Regions from separate parts of the Mus musculus genome. Here regions 1 and 3 are each linked to region 2. Evidence: chromatin contacts called from public HiChIP or PLAC-seq data. All regions are on one chromosome and are shown on one strand. The core of a region is the stretch at or near the end of the contact, and the rest is flanking DNA. Distances in the headings are between cores, read along the strand shown. Region 1 has its middle 8.6 kb from the start of Gm22150. Region 2 overlaps Zfp462 (zinc finger protein 462). Region 3 overlaps Gm52739 (a long non-coding RNA gene).

What was found. HiChIP or PLAC-seq counts read pairs in DNA pulled down with a chosen protein or histone mark.
Region 1: a contact with region 2 is called in an H3K27ac HiChIP or PLAC-seq map of embryonic stem cells, with 10 read pairs. The contact joins two enhancer-like sites. A contact is called at or near these places in 3 of 115 datasets of contacts at active chromatin or transcription factors (all in embryonic stem cells).
Region 3: an H3K27ac HiChIP or PLAC-seq map of stem cell-derived anterior neural progenitor cells shows a contact between it and region 2, with 8 times the contacts expected there. The contact joins two enhancer-like sites. A contact is called at or near these places in 3 of 115 datasets of contacts at active chromatin or transcription factors (embryonic stem cells, extraembryonic endoderm stem cells and stem cell-derived anterior neural progenitor cells) and 1 of 9 other capture datasets (adipose tissue).

What each region holds. Positions count from the first base shown.
Region 1 is chr4:55,476,387-55,479,086 of GRCm38.p6, reverse strand. No RefSeq gene overlaps it. Among named protein-coding and RNA genes, the nearest start is that of Gm22150, 8.6 kb to the right of the region's middle. Within about 2 kb of position 1,281, at least 35 of the 459 cell types and tissues checked have an H3K27ac peak or open chromatin away from gene starts, as enhancers often do. A contact at or near this core is called in embryonic stem cells, where this site is marked.
Region 2 is chr4:55,003,762-55,006,461 of GRCm38.p6, reverse strand. All of the region lies in intron 1 of Zfp462 (zinc finger protein 462), which reads right to left. Among named protein-coding and RNA genes, the nearest start is that of Zfp462, 57 kb to the right of the region's middle. Within about 2 kb of position 1,296, at least 203 of the 459 cell types and tissues checked have an H3K27ac peak or open chromatin away from gene starts, as enhancers often do. A contact at or near this core is called in embryonic stem cells and stem cell-derived anterior neural progenitor cells, where this site is marked.
Region 3 is chr4:55,293,028-55,295,727 of GRCm38.p6, reverse strand. Gm52739 (a long non-coding RNA gene) reads left to right here. Exons shown (of 3, transcript XR_003955414.1): 3 at 955-1,589. Among named protein-coding and RNA genes, the nearest start is that of Gm52739, 11 kb to the left of the region's middle. Within about 2 kb of position 1,292, at least 72 of the 459 cell types and tissues checked have an H3K27ac peak or open chromatin away from gene starts, as enhancers often do. A contact at or near this core is called in stem cell-derived anterior neural progenitor cells, where this site is marked.

The DNA.
Region 1 (2,700 bases), core at 32-2,531, 470 kb before region 2:
AGGATCCTCCGGAGGGCAATTTACTCTGTGATGTGATCCTAAATCGCATAGCTGGCATTGTGAAGTCTCCATTAACTACCCAGCCAGAGTGCTCAGGGCTAGAAGTGTCCTGGTTAATTTAATTTCCTGGCTGAAGATCAACTACAGGGAGCATCCCTATTTGAAAATACAAATAGTATACGGATCCATTCACCAGCACTAAAAAGCTCCTTCACAGGACAGAAATTACCTATTCTTAGAAGATAATTTGGCATTGTTATCTCCTCCTGAGAATTAAAATAGAGCCCTGGGGCTGGGTGGGAGAGACCCTGTGAGAGTTTGCCTGGCTGTGTTGGCACAGCTGCGTGATTTTAAGGCAAGCATAGCTTCAGCCTGCAGTGGATCAGTTTTCTTGTGGGGGGAAACTGGGGTAACACGACACAGCCTCCGGGAGTGTGTCATCCCTTCATGTGGATGGAGGTCAATAATAAGAATCAAGTGTTTAGCACAGAGCCCAGTGTGTGGCAGATGCCTTCCACTTGCTGTTATCTGCAATGTCTCTGAGCAGCACAACGTGACACAGCCACACACCTAATTAAAGGAGGGTGAGTGCCAAGACAGGGCTAGCCTCTGGTCCTGGACTGCCTCCAACATGCTCGGAAGCCCCCATCCAAGCCGCTTTGCTCCTTGGTCTGTTTTCTCTTGGGTAAGTTGGAGCCTGACTAGTCCTCCATCCAACACAGAGAGGTTGGGAGCCCCTGAATTTTTCACATGCCTTGGAGGTTTTGTTAGGTTTGGTTTGGGGTTTGTTTGTTTGTTTGTTTTCCTCTGTGACCCTTGGCCTCAGCTAGGCTAGAGAGCCAGGCTCCTTCTCCCATAACGAGGCTCCTTCCAGTCTGTCTCCATAGGTACTGACTTCCTGCCCAGCTCAGTAATTGTTATCAGCCAGCCAAAGCCTGCCCTGGCAGCTGCTGCCTATGCGGCCTTCCTTTGGGAAAAGCTGTCCTGTGACGCCCTCTGGAGGAAGGAGGCTTCTTTTCTTGTGCCACCAACTGCCCAGGCCCATCCTGGGCTCTGGGAACTGACTCCTGCCAGGCCTGGAGGAGCAGTAGAAGGTCTGCAAATGCCCCTTCGGGGACCCCAGGGTAGACTATCCTTCCCAATTTTGCACCTGAAGTCCTACGCAGTTCTCCCTGACTTCCTATTTCTAGACTTCCACCTGTGCTTTCTGGAGTGGCCCAGCTCAGCCTTCTGTTTTAAAAACCCTTAAGGCATTTCTCTTCTAGGCACCAGAAGCCCTTGGTGGAGGCCCTTAGATGGCCCTGGGGCTCACTTCCTACAGCGACCCACTCTCCACTACTGACTGCAGACCAGGTATTGTAAGCCGAGCTACCACATTTGTTTTCTACAGCTGCTCTGTCCGCGCCCACATTTCCCAAAAATGAGGAGGTTGCCAAGTTGAAATTGATGAGTGTGTAATTAAATGTCTACAAAAGGTAACATTATGTCAACTGTCTTTGCAACTGGCCTCCCCAGTTAGCTATATATAACTCATTTGATATGCAAAGTGGGTGAATTTCAATGTGTATGATAGGATGTGGGAGTGGGGCCTTGGAAAATAACAGTGCCCTGGGGCCTCCAAGGTCAAAAGCAATCCTAGCCCTTCCCACCCTCTGCTTTAGCTATCTAGAATCACTCACTGCTCCTCTCACTGACTCCACTCTCCCCAGATTCCAGGCTTTGTACCCGAAGCTCCTCTGCCTCTCCCAAGGCCTTCTAGTCTATACCCACCGCTCACCTTCTCTTTCCTGCCTGGCTAGTACCTATGAATTTTGCAATAGACATTTTAGGAGTCCCTTCCTCTGAGACGACCCAGTCAGGACCCTCACCGTGAGCTCCTGTTTGCTCCCATTCCTGAGAGTTACACAGTGACACAGGAAGCCCTGCACTAGCATCTTTCACCTTCCTGCTCATCTCTTCACTGGCTCAATTCACACTGATGATTAAGGCTGAGTCTCACCGAGCCTCAATGTCTCCAGTATTCGATTCAGTTCCTGGGTCCTAGAATCTAAGTAATGGCTGGTGTATATCCAAGGATAAAGGATGATAGATGATCAATGGGTGAATAGATGGGTGGATAGGGTAGATGGGTGGATAGAGGGATGAGTCTATGGATAGATGGATGGATGGATGGTGGATAGATGGAGGGCAGAGGGAGAGACAGGGAGGAAGGGACAAATAGATGAATGTGTGTATGGGTGAGTATGTGGATAGATGGATGGATAAATGAGTGGGTAGATGGGTGGGTGAGTGATGGGTGGATAAATGGATAGATGCATAGATGAATCAGTGACTGGGTGGAGAAATAGGCAAGTGAATGAGGATTGATTTATGGATGGATGAATGGATGAGTTGATAGAGGAATGGATAGCCGTGTGTGTGTGTGTGTGTGTGTGTGTGTGTGTGTGTGTGTGTGTGTGTTTGAGGGTAGGTGGGTGGATTGGTGGATGGGCAGAGAGTGGAAAGTTCCAGCACTGAGTAGATAGCAGGACAGGGGATTCCTTGTCTCCTGGTATCTGAGTTTTCTCCCTTACATACTGTCAGCTGGCAATCTGGGCTCTTCTACAAATGTGTCTTCTGGGAGCAGAAGTTCATGCTTTCACAACTTAGGTCCTGACCTTGATTGTGTTCCTTTTCTACATTGTGTTTGTATGACTAGAA
Region 2 (2,700 bases), core at 47-2,546:
GTAAGGAGATACCCAGTTATTATCTCAGTGAATAAGTTACTTCACAGAGAACATCACAAGCCCTACTAAGTCACTGTACTGTAATCTAGAACCAAATGTCTTAAGAATTCAGGTTGCAGCCAGATCTTTTTTAATGGTGCAGTTTTCTATGCCTCTCTTACAAAAGATAATGTGATTTCTGCTGGAGGAACAAAGTCCAGCAATGATGTGTCAGTGGAGTGCAAGAAGCCATGGCAGGAGGATTTTCTATGAAAGAATGCTCCTGCCCGGAGCCTGCTAAAATAAGTACTGGCCAAGTCCAGCTCTGGACAGGGCTTTGCAGAGTGAGACACAGATATTTTACCTCCTCTTCTTTCACCCAACAATTTATCCTATTTCAATAAACATTGAACTGGACACCAGAGTCCTTTCAGCTAACTAAGTCTCAATATTCCAGATACACAAGCTTTTATGTCAGAGCACCAGCCCAAATTGTGTGGAAGAGGTTGCTATCAGCTCTGGATCAAATTACAGCAGTCACTGAGCCCCACCCCACTTCTCCTTTCGCACAGTCCATTAGACCTGAAAACAAATTTTTCCATGGTGCAGACGACTCCTGCATTTAGAACACTTCACAGAAAAAAGCAGATCACCCAATGCGCACTCCCCATCCCCCAAGCTTAGTCCTTTCATCTCAGCCAAGCAAGCCACAGCCCTGCCGAATGTGTTTATCACACTTTCAGGAGATAGGAGCTCCTGCGTCACTGAAGCTCTAAGACTCACTAAGCTGCCCTAGTCCTCTGAGCTGTAGGAGCAGCCATTTTAGCTCAGAGCCTCTCCTCCGTGCACAACATGGCTTCGCTTGGATTTTGCTAGGCTGACAATCACAAGTGAACGCTACGAGGGCAGGCTGGGCTCCTCCTAAGCTCTGCTCTTCCCAACAAAGAATTAACTGTTTTCATTTCTTCTCGAAAAGCAGCACCTTTCTCCTCCTCAAATGTCATTCACCAAAGATCTCCAAAGGTTCTTTTATCCCATGATTGATAGGCTGGTTCGTTAGTCCCAGCAGAGTACTGGTTAAATCAGGACGCCCCTGGACCAGAGCCTGTCCTGCAGCAGGATTTGGGGGTGTCCTGGAGAGGGGACCTCCAGAATGCCTTGGTTTCTTGGGAGTCGTCCTTCCACACACAGAAGACATACCATCCGAGGCTGCTAGCCAGATTCCAAAGTCTAATGACCTTTGTTAATCACCAGCCAGTCTGTCTGCATCAGCAGACCCTGCCAAAAGACACACCCTTCCACACAAAGGCTGTAGCTATTCCTTTTAAAGGAGGTTCTGTGAAAGCTCCATTGTGTAGCTCAGAGGAAAACAAAATCCCTTCCCTTCAAAACCTCAAGCCTTTAGAAATAATGCAACAAAAGGCTTTCTGCTGTGTCTCTTTTGGAGACTTTGAGCCTGGTTTGCACAAAACATCCACAAAAATGGCCCCGCTTGCACAAGGAGAGCAGAGCATTGAGGCAGTCCACCTGGAGATGGAGTCCATCTTCCATACACTTCTCTAATATCTTGGTGTCTTCTGAAACTGTTCTCTATGAAGGATGCTAACCCCATCACATGCAAACACTAACAGTCTCCTTGTTCTGCTACAAAGGAGATTAAAGGGTTATGAGATCAGAAGGAGGAGGGGGAAAGAGCCACTGATTTGGAAAAAGGAGAGATGATGAAAGTGATTTTCTAATGGGTTCTAGCTTTAATGTTGTTGCAGTCTTTACCTCAAAAATAGCTCAGAGCCTTAGAAGAGGTTAATCTCCAGGCAGCTGATACAACCAGTGGCAGGAAGAGCGGAGTGGCCTTCAATTTGATGTCTGTACCAATACTGAAATGGGAATGGAGACTTACTTTGAAAGCCATTTTGTCTTTGTGTACACGGCTCTCCTGAAGACGCTGACGGAAGAAAACAGAAATTGCTGGCATAGCCCAAACAATCCAAGAAACTTGATATATTTATGAGACCACAAAAGTACACACAGGTAATAAGCAAGAGCAGGAAAATAGGGAGTAGAAATGATCCCCACTAAGCAAACTGGACCTCAGGGTGACCCATTCATCTGTCAATCAGAAAGTGTTTCTGGAGCACGGTGTAGTCCTCCAAGAAGCCAAAACACAGGGAGGGAAATAAAAAAAAAAGATGGGGCATTAAACTTGTATGTTTGACTGCTTCATTGACGCAGAGGAGCAACAGTTGTAAAAGGCTAACCTAGAGAGGGTCTGCAGTGAGATTATGATTGAAAGCGAACAGCCTCGTTCTCGTATTTACCTCATTTAATAACACCCGTGATTAGGAGATTTAACCACCTTTTCCTCACAGAATCAGCACAACCAAGAGGACAAATGCAAGTTTCTGAACTGAAAAAGAAATGTTATTTCTAAAGGTCAGGAGATCAATGTAGAAACCAAACAGACATCCTTCCCTCCCACTACCTGTCCCTCCCAGGGCCATAGCTGCAGGTTCCTCAAGGCCAGATATGCTTCCTTCAGGTAAACCCCACTTCTAACACCATGGCTGATGACAGTTGGGAACTGACTAGACTTCACTCTAAACTAACCTTCACCTTAAGTGAGCAGTGCTCTGAACAGGAAACTCTTAAACCATCCTAACTCTTCCTCAAACTATGCTTAATGAAGGGCTTCTTTCCTTCATATTTAAAGTCTATGAGTTC
Region 3 (2,700 bases), core at 43-2,542, 290 kb before region 2:
AGGTCATGGGACCCACGTCACGAGGCTCACAACCAACAAACTGTAACTCCAGCTCCAGGAATCCAACTCTCTCTTCTAGCCTCCTTAGGCTCCCATACACACGCACACGCACACGCACACACAAAGGTATACACATGCACAAAAACATATACCTAAATAAAAGTAAAACAAAAATATATTCCTGCAAGGAATTAAAAATAAAAGAAAGTGCCCATAAAAAACAATGGTTCCCCCCCCCATAAAGACTGAAATCATGATATTTGCAGGAAGATGAATAGAACTGTAGATCATTATATTAAGCGATAAGAGCAAATAGTGCACCTGCATGTGTGTGCATGAGTGTGTGTGTGTGTGTGTGTGTGAGTGTGTTAGGCCATGAAAGTAGAAAGGAGGCCATGATGGGGAAGGAAGAGATCTTAAGGGGTGAGGAGAAGGTGACAGAATACAAGTGACATAAAAGCAGAAGAGAAGGTGGGTGTATTTGGAGGAGAAGAGGGATCAGTAAGGAGATGAGAGGGCAGCAGAGAAGGGGACAAGAACAAAGTGTAACAACATCTGTGTCTGAAACCCATCACTTTGTATGTTGATCTACACAAATTAGAGTTTAAACAAACAAACAAACAAACAAGCAACTGTAATAGGATTCAGCCATTTCCTTGACTCAGGTGTGGGGAGGGCAGAGCATAGGAAGTACTGAAAGCAGAAGATGGAAGTATTTATCTGAATTTATTTTTTTGCAGAGTCTTTTTCTACATTGGTTATCCACTGAGTACCATGCTCTGATTTCAGTGCTGGGCTGTGAATAAAATGATCCCATATCTTCAGGTCTCTCCTTGTGGCTTTCCTGGGTTCTTTATCGGATTCAAGATAGCGCAGTCAGTAATGTGAGCTGACTTTTGGTAACAGGCAGGGTGACAGAAGTGACTACTGCTTTTTTTTTTTTTTTTTAAACAGTGAGAAGCAGTACAATCATCATTGCCTTTGCCAAGACAGAAGACAAATTGCCGGGGGCTCCTGCTTGTCACTGGCAAGAATACTGCGATGCTGGGGCGACACAAATTACTCCAGAAGGGCAGGACTCTGTCACTTTCTGAGAATCGGTTTGGCTTTGTCCACAAAGGCTCCCGATGGAGGGTCTGGAATTCCGCTTTTTGATCAGTCCAAAGCGTGGCCTTTTCACAGCACATTCCACCATGCCAACAGCCGTTTCCAGAGAGGAACTGAGAATTAAGTGGAGCTCTGGTTGCAGATGATTCTTTTTCCGTGCCTAGCTACCCAAACAAAGAGACCGAGCCAGAAGCCAGATCTGCAAGGGCGCGCGCACAATGGGACTGGTGCACGGGAATGTTCAGGGCTCTGCCTGATTAAACTGCCTTCAGAGCGCCAGGGGGCAATTTCGCTAAGCCTCCCTGTGTTGTATTTTGGCAGCTCTCTCTTCCCAGCCCCCTCTGCATCCCCTTCACATCCTCAAACCCATTTGCGCCCTCATTTGGATTGAGACCAATTCACACAGACTGGCAGAGCTGTAATTGGTATCTTACTTACCTTGGCTTCTTTTTTTCTCTGATCATTCAAATAATGACAGCTTTTTTTTTTCTCTCCCTTTTTCATGGGTGGGGGGGGAGGGAGGTGGAGGGAGAGAGAGAGAGAGAGAGAGAGAGAGAGAGAGAGAGAGAGAGAGAGAGAGAGAGAGAGAGAAAGACTTGGGGAGTTACAGTTGAGTTTTCTGACGCACTGCTACAGGGAAATAAAATGCATATTTTAAGATGTTTTTCTATTTCTGTTTCCTCTCCTCCCACCTCAGCCAAACAGTTGACACTGACGGGAAAACATTAACAGGGAGAATTGATGCCCCCCTCTGAAGGTGTTGGGACCACAGAGGCAGCATCCTCCAGAGTTGATGTGTCAAAATGTTGATGTTCTCATTTAAGACTGTCATCGTTGTGGTAATTGGTACCTCCATTTGTTAGATTCTGTTTGTTTATATGCGTTTCATTTCAAGTGATGTTTCTTAGGGTAATATTCACAAGGGCTTGGGGCTCCTGGAGTGAAAAGTGTTATATAAACTGAAATGATTACCCCCTGGCAAAAGGTAATCTCCCTGGCACACACCACCTGGTTCTAACATTTGCACAGCACTTCACTGTTAAGCAAGAGTTTTTCATGTATACTATCTCCTGCAAGCCCCCTGATAAGACCGTGGGGCTCCTGAAGCTATTCTGTTTTGCCCTGCCACCAGGCATGTGTGGTCTCTACCTGGCAGCTGGCTGCCTCTTCATGGGTGTTGCTGTCTTGCTAAAGAAACCATCCCAAGTGGCTTGGTCTCTGAGAAGGGGCAGATTTAGAGAGACACAAACCAACACAAAGTAATTAGAGGATTTTCAGCTCCCCCCACCCCACCCCCATCTGCTAAGGAGGGACACCAGGCAGATAATTTTTAGATCCTTTTGACAGTCTGGGTGAGAGGAAAAATCTGCGAATAAAACTGATTCCATCAAAAGCACGTAGACATTTTAGTTAAGGACACAAACAGTAAAACAGGATTTGTAAATGGATTGACTGAAACGTGCCACTTAGCCACAGGCTAGAGGATAACCTGCTAAGCCGGGGGTGGGGGTGGGGGGAGAGACAGACAGAGAGACAGAGACAGACAGAGAGTTGGGGAGAGCTGTGGGTTTCAGCAGGGCAGCTGCCACACAC